4 separate regions of the Sus scrofa genome follow, and all the other regions are linked to region 3. Evidence: chromatin contacts called from public Hi-C data. All regions are on one chromosome and are shown on one strand. The core of a region is the stretch at or near the end of the contact, and the rest is flanking DNA. Distances in the headings are between cores, read along the strand shown. Region 1 has its middle 70 kb from the start of DPYSL3. Region 2 has its middle 32 kb from the start of DPYSL3. Region 3 overlaps DPYSL3 (dihydropyrimidinase-related protein 3). Region 4 has its middle 49 kb from the start of DPYSL3.

Region 1 (2,885 bases), core at 132-2,631, 120 kb before region 3:
GGTGCTTCGAAAGACAGTCTCAAGAAAGCAAAAAGACAACCCATAGAATGAGAGAAAAATCAGAAAATTATAAATCTAAGGGACATGAATTTAAAATATACCAAGATATCTTCGTGTTCAGTAGTAAAAAGCAAATAACCAATTAAAAAGTGGGCAAAGTATCAAAATCCTTCACTAAAGAAGATACACAAAGGGCCAATAAAAACAGATGATCACCGTCACTAGACGCCAGGGGAATGCAAATCACAGTGAGAGCCGCTTCACATCCAGATGACACTAATCAACCAGCAAGATAATCTGGGCGAGGATGTGGAGAAACTGGAACCCTTAGCCTGGTGGGGATGTAAGTGGCGCAGCCATTGTAGTAAAGGGCTGGCACTTGGTTGAATGGTTAAATATAGACTTGGTTTCCGTGGGACCTAGTGATTCCACTCCTTGCTGTATATGCCAAGGAGAACGGATGACATGGTTACAGTAAGCTCTACATGTAACAAAGTGACAGAACTATACATATTTTGTATCAATGTCAATTTCCAGCTTTTGATATTGGACTATACTTTGGTAAGATGTAATCATTGGAGAAAACTGGGTGAAGTGTAGACAGGAATCTCTCTAGACTATCTTTGCAACTTCCTATAGATCTATTTTTATTTTCAAATTAGTTAAATGTATGTATGTATATATTGTTTCAATCTACCTATCTCGATAGACATAAGTGCTTTGCCGTAAATGTAAAATTTACCTATGACAATGCAGCTGCCAGACACTCAATAACTATTAGCTAAGCCATTTCTTTAGGAGATATGTATAAATGTACAGGAAATGAAAGAAAATTTATTAAAATTCTGCACACTACTCCTTACACCTCTCAGACAATGCCCAATATAAAAGCCAAGAGAAATGAGTCATCCTTGGGAGACGTTATAACACTTTACATATCTTATCTATATTGAAAATGTGTGCAAATAAATGATAAGTAAACACAACACTCCCTAAATTTTTCCAGCTTCCAAACATACGTCACAATAGTGGATTTTCGTTTCTCAGACTAAGTCAGGGCTCTGATCCCCCAGTCTGGAGAAAATGCTGTATTTCAAGAGCTGTGACTTCATTTCCCTCCAGAGCAAGTTTCCCCTTTCAGGTTCTTGCACATATGAGATTTCCTCATCTCTCACTCCGTGGAACAGCTGGTTCCTAGCCTGGGAGTTGATTCAAACGTTGTGGTTCAGAATATGCCAGCAGCTGCCAGAAAGATCCTGATCTCTCAGCTCTTGGACCGTTGTGAGAAAGGGGTTTTGGCCAAGGTAATCAGAGGCTGACTCCACTTCTCAACACAAGCCAGGCAGATGGGGTGGAGGGTGTCCCCTGGGGAGCCTGGCTCAGCTTCTTATCTACGCAAACTCCTTTCACAGGGCCTCAGTGGCATGAACCTCATCCCCACCAGTCCTCTCCCTTTCCAGCAGGAAGGGAACAAAGCTCTGGGAACTTGGTGGCCACACACAGCAAACTAGTGTTCCATTTCTAAGGCCTCCAGGGCCCTCCACAGGGCTGCCCTCACCACGCTGGAACCCGCCTCTGCTTATCTTTCATCTCGAATTATAATCCCTCAAGCTTTCCACCCAACTCTGATCCCACCACCCAAACTTCCAGCTATACCTCCCATCACTATAAATATTTTCTCATGTCCTACAAAGTCTCATGCAACTCACATCACAAAGCAATTCTTACTGTTCGCGTTATTACTGACAGTCACCGTTTCACAAAAGCTTATTAGGTATAGTATTTATACTTTATATATAGTATTTATACTTGTACAGGGCTTTATATATAGTATTTCATTTAGTCATGACAATGACCATCAATGTTAGACAATCATGTTCTCAATCTTCAAAAAAACAAAAACTAAAAACAACATTAGCAAGAGCTGAGGTCCATGTGTTTTCGAAGTTCTTGCTTTTCATGTGGCTACCATAGGTCTCCCTGCAGTACCGAAGGACTTGTCCTTCCTTTGTCCCTGCTGTGCCTTTCAGACTGCACGTGGGCTTGAACCCTATTAACTGATTCTTGATCAGTAGCCATCTGAGCCCACTGCCTCATCTGTGAGAACTGAAGATGGAAATTATGCCTGCCTCCCTGTGCTGTTGCCTGAATTAAATGAGATCATAACAAATGTAAAGATTCAGCACAATACCTGACAGACAGTGGACCCCTCCCCCACCCCGTGCCCCGTGAATATCTCTCAAGGGAATTCAAGAATGCGCCTGTAGCAATTAACATGAATAGGGGAGAAAGGAGACAGACAATGGCAAGACTCACAGGAGATCAGGAATATTTGGCTTTGTGACAGTGGCCAGAGACACTTGGATAAGGAAACCCCATGGCTCTCTTCCCATTCTATTGGCTATTGCTTTCCGTAGAAGTTCATTGCTAAACAGGCTACACCATGCCTTTGGGAGTGATACACTTTGGTTCTAGAGGCACCGGTAACATCTCTAAGGCAGCCATTCAAAAACACCATTTTCTTTTTTTTAATTGAAGCATAGTTGATTTACAATGTTGTGTTTCTGGTATACAGCAAGGAAGGAATATACACACATACACATATATATAGTATTATTTTCTCTTACAGTTTATCACAAGGTATTAAATATAGTTCCTTGTGCTATACAGTAGGATCTTGTTTATCTGTTTTATATATGGTAGTTTGTATCTGATAGTCCCAAACTCCTAATTTACCCCTCCCCTACCCCTTTTCCCCTTTGGTAACTATAAGTTTGTTTTCTATGTCTGTGAGTCTGTTTCTATGTCATAAATAAGTTCATTTGTGTCATATTTAAGATTCCACATATAAGTGATAACATATGGCACTTGTCTTTCACTATCTA
Region 2 (3,061 bases), core at 260-2,759, 82 kb before region 3:
GGATAAGGGTGATAAGACCCCAGGAAATCTTTCCTTTTTGCTAGCTTTTATTCATTGATCTTATACAATTTTTTCATAGTAGAAAGAATAAACTCTTTAAGAGGAAAAAAAAAATTCAGGTGATAGAAGACAGATTATTTCCAATTGGAAAAGTCTGTATTTAGAAAGAGACGCAATAGAGGTGGTCTCTTTTAGGATAGAATAGCTTAGCTAATCAAAGTCTTAATCTGAATTCTGATTTCTTTGGGTGCTTGCGATTAGCACAATATTTAACTTGTGTCAAAGCTGCCTCCCTTGCAGTCTTTCTTATCCCATTACCAACATATTGAATTCACGTGTCCTATCATAATGCTTGAACTGACAAAATTGCTTAGATGCAAATGTCACAGCCAACTGCTGCAAGTTTCTGGGATCCTAATTATATAGATGGAAGCTTGTGGTGCATGCAAATGGATTGAAAACCTTCACAGAGAGAGGAATAAGAAAAAAATGTGCTATAATAAAAATATCTTTAACACAGTCTCTAGGAGCAAAAAACATGGGGATTGAGTCTGAGAAGAAGTGATACTGTTCAAATACACCACCCGTTCTCAGTCTCAGGTTGGAAAGGTTCTGTCCACAGATCTCCCCATCCAGAACCAACACCCTTTTCAAAGCACTCTGTTATTTCAGAACCAAAATGGATAGCTTACCATGTTATGCTTTCTTTGTATCGTTGGCGAGTGTATGCTAGCAGAAGATGAGGGAGCTCTCAGACATTAAGCTCAGAAGAATGTCAGTGTCAACCAGTACAGTTCTTCCAACAAAACGCAAGAACAAAGAAATATTTGGGATTCCATTGGAAATGAGGAGAATCCGATGGTTCTTTTGGCTTCTTCTTAAGGTTAACCAAGAAGCATCAGCTAATATTATCTGCTTGGCTTTGATCATCACAACGAGACATTCCAGATCTGTTATGCAGACAAGAAGTTGAGGACTAAACTTCCATTTCCCTTACATTCCTCCCGTTATTCTAAAAGACGAGTAAACAGTGGATATGTTGCTTTGGTAACCCGAGAGATTCTAATCAGGTATATAAATGTTTTCTCCAAAATTTAGCATTCCTCCATCCCTCAGTTCAGACACTACATTTTTTCCTACTTGTTGGAGTTCGGATTCCTCTTCCTGCACTTATAGGTTAAGGGCAAGCCTAATCCATTCACGTTTGAATGTACCTTTGGTCAATGTCAGGGAATGGTAGGGGACAATGGATACAGCACAGTTTTAAAAGCCTTGGGTCAAGGTCCCTGGATTCAGATCTTGCCTTCACCACTTCCCAGCTAAGAGACCTTAGGCAAGGGCTCAAGCTCTTTGAGAAGCATGACTTCATTCCTGAAATAAGGAGAACAGCATCTTCCTCCAAGGAGAATGGTGCGACTAAATGAATGAACACATAGGAAGTACTCAGAGTGGAGCGTGGTACATTGTGTGTACTTCATAAAGCTTCGCTGTAATTATAATCAGCAACCTTTGTGTCCGGCTGCAGGAAATTCTTTGGAGATGATCGTACCCACCCTTCAAGATAATGTGGTAGGACTGATAATTAATCTCTCCAGCTCATTTAAGTGAACATCTGGTAAAGTTTTCATTCCAAACAGCTCGGCCAGACCATGACTAAATAAGGCAAACATTCTCTCATTCTACTGTATTGCTGACCGAAAATGTTTCCCCCCCTGCTTAGAGCCAGAGACAAGGTTAGGGCATGGTGGTAATTTGTTTTATTTTACAGACAAGGGAGTGGTTCTGCTAAGTACTTGGGTTTTAACTGCAAATATCTGGGTAAAATATTTTTTTTACGAACTGACTCTTACAATTCATTCTTATTCTCTGGGAATGTAACCATGGAATCTTGGTTATTTTGTATGATAATTTCTCTTTTCTAGAGAGAAAAACTGGAGGCAACAGACTGATTTACAAATAGCAATCTTCAACAAAGTTGCATGCTGCTTTGTAAAATGTAATATCTTCTTGTCTCTAAAACCTTGATACCCCAAGGGTTCTAAAAATAGCCAAGACCTCCTTACTCCAGGAGAATAATAGAGATGCAGAGATCTTTGAGGTTGTCTTTTTTTTTTTTCACTTTTAAAAATTGAAGTATTAGTGATTTATAAAGTGTTAGTTTCAGATATTTAGACAGGGAGTAATTTAAGAGTGAAGCAGAGAACTAACTTATTTAAGGCCATGTGGCAAGTTTAGGACACATCTGGGACCAGGATCAGATCACCTAAGTCCTAAGGTGGTGCTTTTCACACCTTTTTACCACGATTCCCCAAACTCCACAGCCTGCAATTACAGATAACAGGGTCCTGGCACCTTAAATTCCAGAGAGATATCAGGCTAGATTTCCTCCGTCTATCTTCTTTTTTGTCAATTGAAACCTAAGTTCTTTTCCATCCTGACCACCTGGACTCCATATGCATGTCACCTTTTGGTTCTTTAGGTTGTGGGTGTGCCAAAAAATTCTAGTAAGTGATCCATACCCATTATACCTGGGATGAGTCTAACTGTCTATTACGGAAGATGCAAAGTGGACCAGGTCCTGGGCTAAATGCTTCCTACAGGTGGCTTGATTTACTGCTAATGAGAACCTATGACACAGTTAACATTATTCCCACTCTGACAGATGAGAAGATGGAGCCTTAGTGAAGGTAAGGCAGTTAAAGTCGCATAGGTGTTGAAGCATCAGAATCTAGTCCTGCACTTGGATGATGTTACCCTCAAGCTTGTAAGTTTGTTTTTTTCCTCTTTGAGGATGGTCACTCCCTTCCACAGATCTATCCCTGTCTGATTGCTCAATTTCTTGCTTTAGAGTTCACACACTTTGTTGCCCTGATGCTGTTTTTTTCCAGTATTTTATTGATCTAATAAAATCTTATCCAATAGTTAAGGGCCGTTGTCCTAAATATATGACATATGTATTTCCTTCCTCTTTGCCACAACTCAAATGAGGTCGGTAAATTTAGGGCACTAATCTTGTTCTGATTTTACCGAACTCTTTGGGTTCAGTATGTGACTTCCCTGA
Region 3 (2,892 bases), core at 220-2,719:
GGATGAAAGAGGGGAAAAAACAGTGTTTGTTGTATATTTCTGCTGATGGCAACAGCTTGAACCGATTAGCTGGTTATTAGGCATTCCTGTGCCTGGCTTTTCACAGCAGTCTGATGCAGAGAAGCACATCACAAGTCTTACTTTGCTTGGTTTCTTGTGTGCAAACCTGACCTCAAAGAGATTAACCCAGTCTTGTAATTTGAAACAACAGACATCGCACAAAATCATCAAGTGATCAAAAATATGGTATAAATCTATTTAGTAGAGAGTGTTCTGGATTATAATGACAGCAATAGAGGAGATAATTAGGATGTAAGAAAGGAAAAAAAAAACCCTGACAAACCCACAGAATTGAAAAAAAAAAAAAAAGGCAGCGGTATTTCTTTAGGATTGTAAATGTCCCCTACATATTTTTGCTTTTCCTGAGGAGAACTTGCAAATTCCCTTCACTTGAGTTTGGGGTGGTAACATCTATGAGAAAGACTCTGAGAGACCTCTGCAGGGTTGCCTAGTATGTAGTTAATTCTCTTTTTACTCTGTTCTAAATATAATCCTGCTCATTTGCATGCCAATCCCCAAAATGCTTTGTAATTTCACAACTCTTGGCTACTGGTCTCAGCCCTTAAGCTTTATGAACAAAGCAAAATGTTTAGGGTGTGCCTTTGGCTTTAGCCTCCCCCCACCCCCACTCCCACCCGCTGCTTTTGCAGAAGAGTAGGGGAGGTGACCTTTGCTTTGCACTCATCCTCCAAGCCAGAGTATCACAGAAAGCTGTGGACTTTCCCTGTGAAGACTGCATTCAGTCTAGTTACCCATGAGTAACTGGCTGCTGCCTGGATTAACTCACTTGAGAAGGAGTGTTTCGGGGGAGGGGGCAGCTGCTTGCTCTGCCCTTTGATTATGTGTTCAGGCTGGTTCATTTCGGGTTTACGGGAAGCTCAGGCTGGAGTATTCTGGAGCCTTTTTCTGTGGATGCTTTATATGGTGTCTCTGTTGCAGCAGAAGCCTTCGAGTTAATGAAGAGGTGTCCCAGAGTGTGGTCAGTGGCTCTGTGCCATCTACAGGCTTTCTGTTTAGGGGGCCCTTAGGTTCCGCAAGAGGGTGGGGTGGTGACAGGAGACTCGTCTTGAGAAGGTTTTGTGATTTTTGGAGAGCAAGCCGTTTTTGTTGTTATCAAACGGTGTATTTGGCATTATTTTTTTCAGGAGAGCTGAGAAAGCTCCCCCATCCGACTGCCCCTCACCCCCCAGGGTGGGGATGTGGCGCCAACCACAGCGGCTCCTGCAAGCATGCCTCCCTTGGCGGTTGAATCCTCAAGCCATGCCTCCCTTGGCGGTTGAATCGAAGCGGGTAGCAAAAAGATATTACGTTGCAGCCTTGAAAGGTCACGGTTTTGGTCCTAAGAGCACAGCGACCTTTGTCTATCAGCCCTGCCTGTAATAGAGGAAACTCCGGATCGTGAGCAGCGCCCATCGGACCGCGCACACATCCACGGCTGCGCAGTAACGTGGCAGGGCTGCTGCCTTCTCACTACAGGTGTTTTCTACTCTTCACTCTCCGTGCAGCATTAATGCTCTTTCTTGGATTCTGAGCCAGGCAGTGGAGTTTAAAGCACATTATTTTGAGAATGATTTTTACGTTACAGAGCTAGCTGACACGGTGCACCCTTGCAGCGCCCTGAGAGTGAGTGGTTGCTTCATCGTTTTGGGGTCTGTATTTTCAAGGTCTTGGGATAGCAGCGGCCGGCCAGGCTGCACCAAGTCTGACCGGGATCGGCTTTCTAAGGGATCGCGCGGCGGGTGTACACACCCAGCGGCCAGGGAGGCGGCGCCGGCCTCCGCGGTAACAAAGGCAGCCGCCGCCGCTTCCAGCGGGGGTGGTGGCGGAGAAGGGGTTCCGGGAGGCACATCCGGAGCAGTCTCCTTTCTGAAAAGAGGGTAGGGAAGGCGGGAAATCGGACCACCGGCTGATCGGAGGAATGGGTGTTTTCCCGGGCTTGGCCGGTGGGGCTAGGAGGGCGATGCTGGTGCCTTTCTCCCGACACTCAGGGCTGCAGCATCCCCGCCCCGAACAGTCCCTCGCGCCCCCTGGTGGTGGCGGAGCTGGCTGGACCGCCGCTCCTGCAAGTCACCAAAAAAAAAAAAAAAAAAAAGGAAGAAAAAGAAAAAGTGGGTGAGGCAGATGCAAAGAGGAAAATCAATAGGGATAAGAGAGAAAAGGGAGGAGTCGCAGATCAGCCATTCTTGTCTTACGGGGTCCCAGCTGGCACCGCCAAAGGAAAGAAGAAAAAAAAAAAAAAAAGCCCGGGCGTGAACGCGAGTGGAGGAGGGTGTGTGTGGCGGGGGGGTCGGGGGTGAAAGGGGGACCAGGGAGATTTACTATTGTCTCTGGCAGCCGCCGCGGGAGCCGGGAGAGGGGCGGAGGCGAGAGGAGGCGGCGGCCGCGGCCAGCGCACCATTCGCTCCACCTGATCTCGGGGCGCTGTGCGCTGAGGAAGGCGCAGGCGAGCAGGAGCAGGAGCAGAAGGAGGGAGGGAGGCAGCTGCTGCAGCCACCGCCGCCGCCACCATGTCCTACCAAGGCAAGAAGAACATCCCGCGGATCACGGTGAGTCGGGCGCCGCCGCCTCCGTGGCTCGCTCGCTGGCCGCTGGCTGCACCGCGGGCGCGGGCGGCTTGGATCTCGGCGGCTTCCCTGCACGGGTCCCCGGGGAGGGACGGGGGACCCAGGGTCCGGGGAGTGGAGAGCAGCGGTCAGTCCAGCCGGCGCGGCGGGGCGCCACCCAGACGGATCGACCCTGGGGTTTGGGGAAAAACTAAACAAAGAGGAAACCCAAACAGTGGCGCGGGGGAATTTTGGATTATTTAGCATTTTTTCTCACTACGCGGCATTT
Region 4 (2,846 bases), core at 342-2,841, 98 kb before region 3:
GAGCACATGAAACCATGGTCCTCATCACGTAAACGAGGGACGTGCAAGTCAAAACCCTCCCACCCAGTAGGGTGGCTGTTAGAAAACAAACAGACAGACAGACAACAGAATGTAACAGGTGTTAGCAAGGATACGGGGAAACTGGAACCCCTGCGCATTGCTGGTGGGAATGTGAGCTGGTGCAGGCTTTACGGAAACCAGCACAGCCGTTCCTCAGAAAACTAAACAGAGAGGCATCATCCAGCCACTCCACTGATGGGCCTCTACCAAAAAGAAGAAAAGAAAGAAAGCAGGATCTCAGATATCTGTCCACCCAAGGCCAGAGCAGCATTATTAACAACAGCCAAAAGGTGAAGGAAAACCAAGTGTCTGTGAACACATCACTGAACAAACAAAACGTGAGGCAAACATCCGATGAAATGTTATTCCACCTTAAAAAGAGAAATTCTGGTAAGTGATACAACACGGATAAATTTTGAAGCCATTATGCTCAGTGAAATCAGCCAGTCCTGGAAGAAAACCATCCTGTTCAATCCCACCCGTGTGATGCATCTAGAGTCATCAAGGTCGTGGAGGCGAAAAATGGAACAGTGGTAGCCAGGGGCTGGAGTAGGGAGGAGAGTTAGTATTTCATGCGTACAGGGTGTCAGTGTGGGAAGAGGGAAAATTCTGGAGCTGGATGGTCAGGATGGGCCAACGGTGTGACTGTGCTTAATGTTACTGAGCTGTACACTTAAAAATGGTTAAAATGGTAAAAAGCACAAAGGAAAAAAAAAAGAATGACCAAGAAAAACAAAACGAAAACAAAAAGACCTCCAAACTCCTTTGCTGCAAATTATAGGGACAGAATGTAGATGATTGGTTGCCTAAGGCAGCATGGGGTTGGGGAAAGAGGAGTGCCTACTAATGCATCATTGTTTTCTTTGGGGGATATTGAAAATGTTATAAAATTATTGTGGCAATGGTTGCACAACTCTGCAAAATACTAAAAGCTGTTGGGTTGTACACTGGAAATGGATGAACTCTGTGATACATGAATTATATCTCAATAAACTTGTTATATTTAAAAAGAGAGAGAGAGAGAGAGAGAGAAACCACCTTTGCCTTTTGAAAACCCCTCTATTTAGACCCCCAATAATGATTTTGGCTGTTCATTGCATTCTTCCTCAAGAACATCCAAAAATTAAAATTTTCTTCTTCTCCATCAGAAGTAACTATGCCCTGTTTCTGTTTCATTCTGCTGTCTAAAAACAAATATGATATGTGTCCATGTTTTTAAAGAGGCCTGATGAGTTCCTATGAATAAACACGTTTGATAAAGTACCTCTGAGACTTACAGGATTGAGCTAATGTGGAAAGTCCGGGAATCCTGGCAGACCAAGGTTTATATTTAGAAAGGTGTCACAGCAAACACACTCAAAACTGCCTATGATCTCTTCTCTTTTCGCTGCCAAGGGGGATAGAATCTATCAGTCACAGGGCTAAGCTTTCACTTTCCAGAAAGGAAAAAGAGAGAAATGGAGCAGAGCTTCCCAGGAGCCTGAGTCACTGGCCTCGGCATTGCAGTCATGTTCCAGATTACTGTTGGTCCCCAGGAGATAAAATCCTCAGGTTCAAGAAGAGCTTGTGATTAGAAAGGGCAGCCTGAGTTCTAGGGCAGCCCTGGTCTGCATCAAAGATAAGCCAGACACTAGCTAAAGTGGTCAGGACTGATCTTAGTAATATCCTACTGCAGTTTGAAAACAGTCCAGTGTGAACTGAACTCAACTTTGCTTTGTACAGACCTGCCTGGGTGTTTTACAGGGAGGATGAGGGAACAAGCAGGGGTGAGGAGTGTGGTGGAGGCTGAGTAGACAGAGCCAGTGAAGTGAAACATTACAAAGACAAGGGCTGGTTCATGTGAAGCCTGCTAGTATTTTGGGGGGTTTTGGTTTTTTTTTTTGGCCACACTCATGGTATATGGAAATTTTTGAGCCAGGGATCGAATCTGAGTCATGTCTGCAGCCTACGCCACAGCTGGGGCAGTGCTGGATCCTTAATGTACTGCACCACAGCGGGAACTCTAAACCTACCATTTTTTAAAAAAATTAATTCAACTTTTATTTTATATTAGAATACAGTTGATTTATAATGGTGTGGTCATTTCAGGTGTACAGCAAACTGACTCAGTTATACATATACATATATCCATTCTTTTTCAGACGTTTTCCCCATATGGGTTATTACAGAATATTGAGTAGAGTTCCTTGTGCTATACAGTAGATCCCTGTTGCTTATCTGTTTTATATATAGTAGTGTGTATATTTTAATCCCAAACTCCTAATTTATCCCCCTCATCATTACTCTTTGGTAGCTATAAATTTATTTCCTATGCCTGTAAGTTTGTTTCTGTCTTGCAAATAAGTTCATTTGTGTCATATTTTAAATTCCACATACAAGTGATATCATAAGGTATTTGTCTTCCTCTCTCTGATGTACTTCACTTAGTATGATCATCTCTAGATCCATCCATGTTGCTGCAAATGGCATTATTTCATCTTTTTTATGGCTGAGTAGTTTTCCGTTGTATATATGCACCATATCTTTATCCATTCCTCTGTTGATGGACATTGAGGTTGTTTCCATGTCTTGGATATTGTGAATAGTGTTGCTATAAACTTAGAGTTGCATGCATCTTTTCAAGTTATGATTTTTTGCCAGGGATATGCCCACAGTGGGATTGCTGGATTATATGGTAGTTCTATCTTTAGTACATTATGGAAGTTAGGCTCCTCCCTTCCTTCTGAGGCTGGGAGACTTGGGTCCTATCTTCAGGTGCTGGTGGAGCAAACAATACATTTTTTGAC

The links. Hi-C and Micro-C count contacts between places; a contact is called where the count stands out from the background.
Region 1: a contact with region 3 is called in a Hi-C map of subcutaneous adipose tissue, with 4 times the contacts expected there. The contact joins two enhancer-like sites. A contact is called at or near these places in 22 of 47 Hi-C or Micro-C datasets (adipocytes, adipose tissue, alveolar macrophages and 14 more) and 1 of 2 datasets of contacts at active chromatin or transcription factors (skeletal muscle).
Region 2: a Hi-C map of retroperitoneal adipose tissue shows a contact between it and region 3, with 2.2 times the contacts expected there. The contact joins two enhancer-like sites. A contact is called at or near these places in 3 of 47 Hi-C or Micro-C datasets (heart right ventricle, retroperitoneal adipose tissue and skeletal muscle).
Region 4: a contact with region 3 is called in a Hi-C map of skeletal muscle, with 4 times the contacts expected there. The contact joins two enhancer-like sites. A contact is called at or near these places in 3 of 47 Hi-C or Micro-C datasets (embryonic fibroblasts, heart right ventricle and skeletal muscle) and 1 of 2 datasets of contacts at active chromatin or transcription factors (skeletal muscle).

Annotation. Positions count from the first base shown.
Region 1 is chr2:148,845,502-148,848,386 of Sscrofa11.1, reverse strand. No RefSeq gene overlaps it. Among named protein-coding and RNA genes, the nearest start is that of DPYSL3, 70 kb to the right of the region's middle. Within about 2 kb of position 1,381, at least 12 of the 83 cell types and tissues checked have an H3K27ac peak or open chromatin away from gene starts, as enhancers often do. A contact at or near this core is called in adipose tissue, fetal skeletal muscle, skeletal muscle and 1 more, where this site is marked.
Region 2 is chr2:148,807,994-148,811,054 of Sscrofa11.1, reverse strand. No RefSeq gene overlaps it. Among named protein-coding and RNA genes, the nearest start is that of DPYSL3, 32 kb to the right of the region's middle. Within about 2 kb of position 1,509, at least 8 of the 83 cell types and tissues checked have an H3K27ac peak or open chromatin away from gene starts, as enhancers often do. A contact at or near this core is called in retroperitoneal adipose tissue, where this site is marked.
Region 3 is chr2:148,726,273-148,729,164 of Sscrofa11.1, reverse strand. All of the region lies in intron 2 of DPYSL3 (dihydropyrimidinase-related protein 3), which reads left to right. Among named protein-coding and RNA genes, the nearest start is that of DPYSL3, 49 kb to the left of the region's middle. Within about 2 kb of position 1,469, at least 37 of the 83 cell types and tissues checked have an H3K27ac peak or open chromatin away from gene starts, as enhancers often do. A contact at or near this core is called in adipose tissue, fetal skeletal muscle, retroperitoneal adipose tissue and 2 more, where this site is marked.
Region 4 is chr2:148,824,721-148,827,566 of Sscrofa11.1, reverse strand. No RefSeq gene overlaps it. Among named protein-coding and RNA genes, the nearest start is that of DPYSL3, 49 kb to the right of the region's middle. Within about 2 kb of position 1,591, at least 16 of the 83 cell types and tissues checked have an H3K27ac peak or open chromatin away from gene starts, as enhancers often do. A contact at or near this core is called in skeletal muscle, where this site is marked.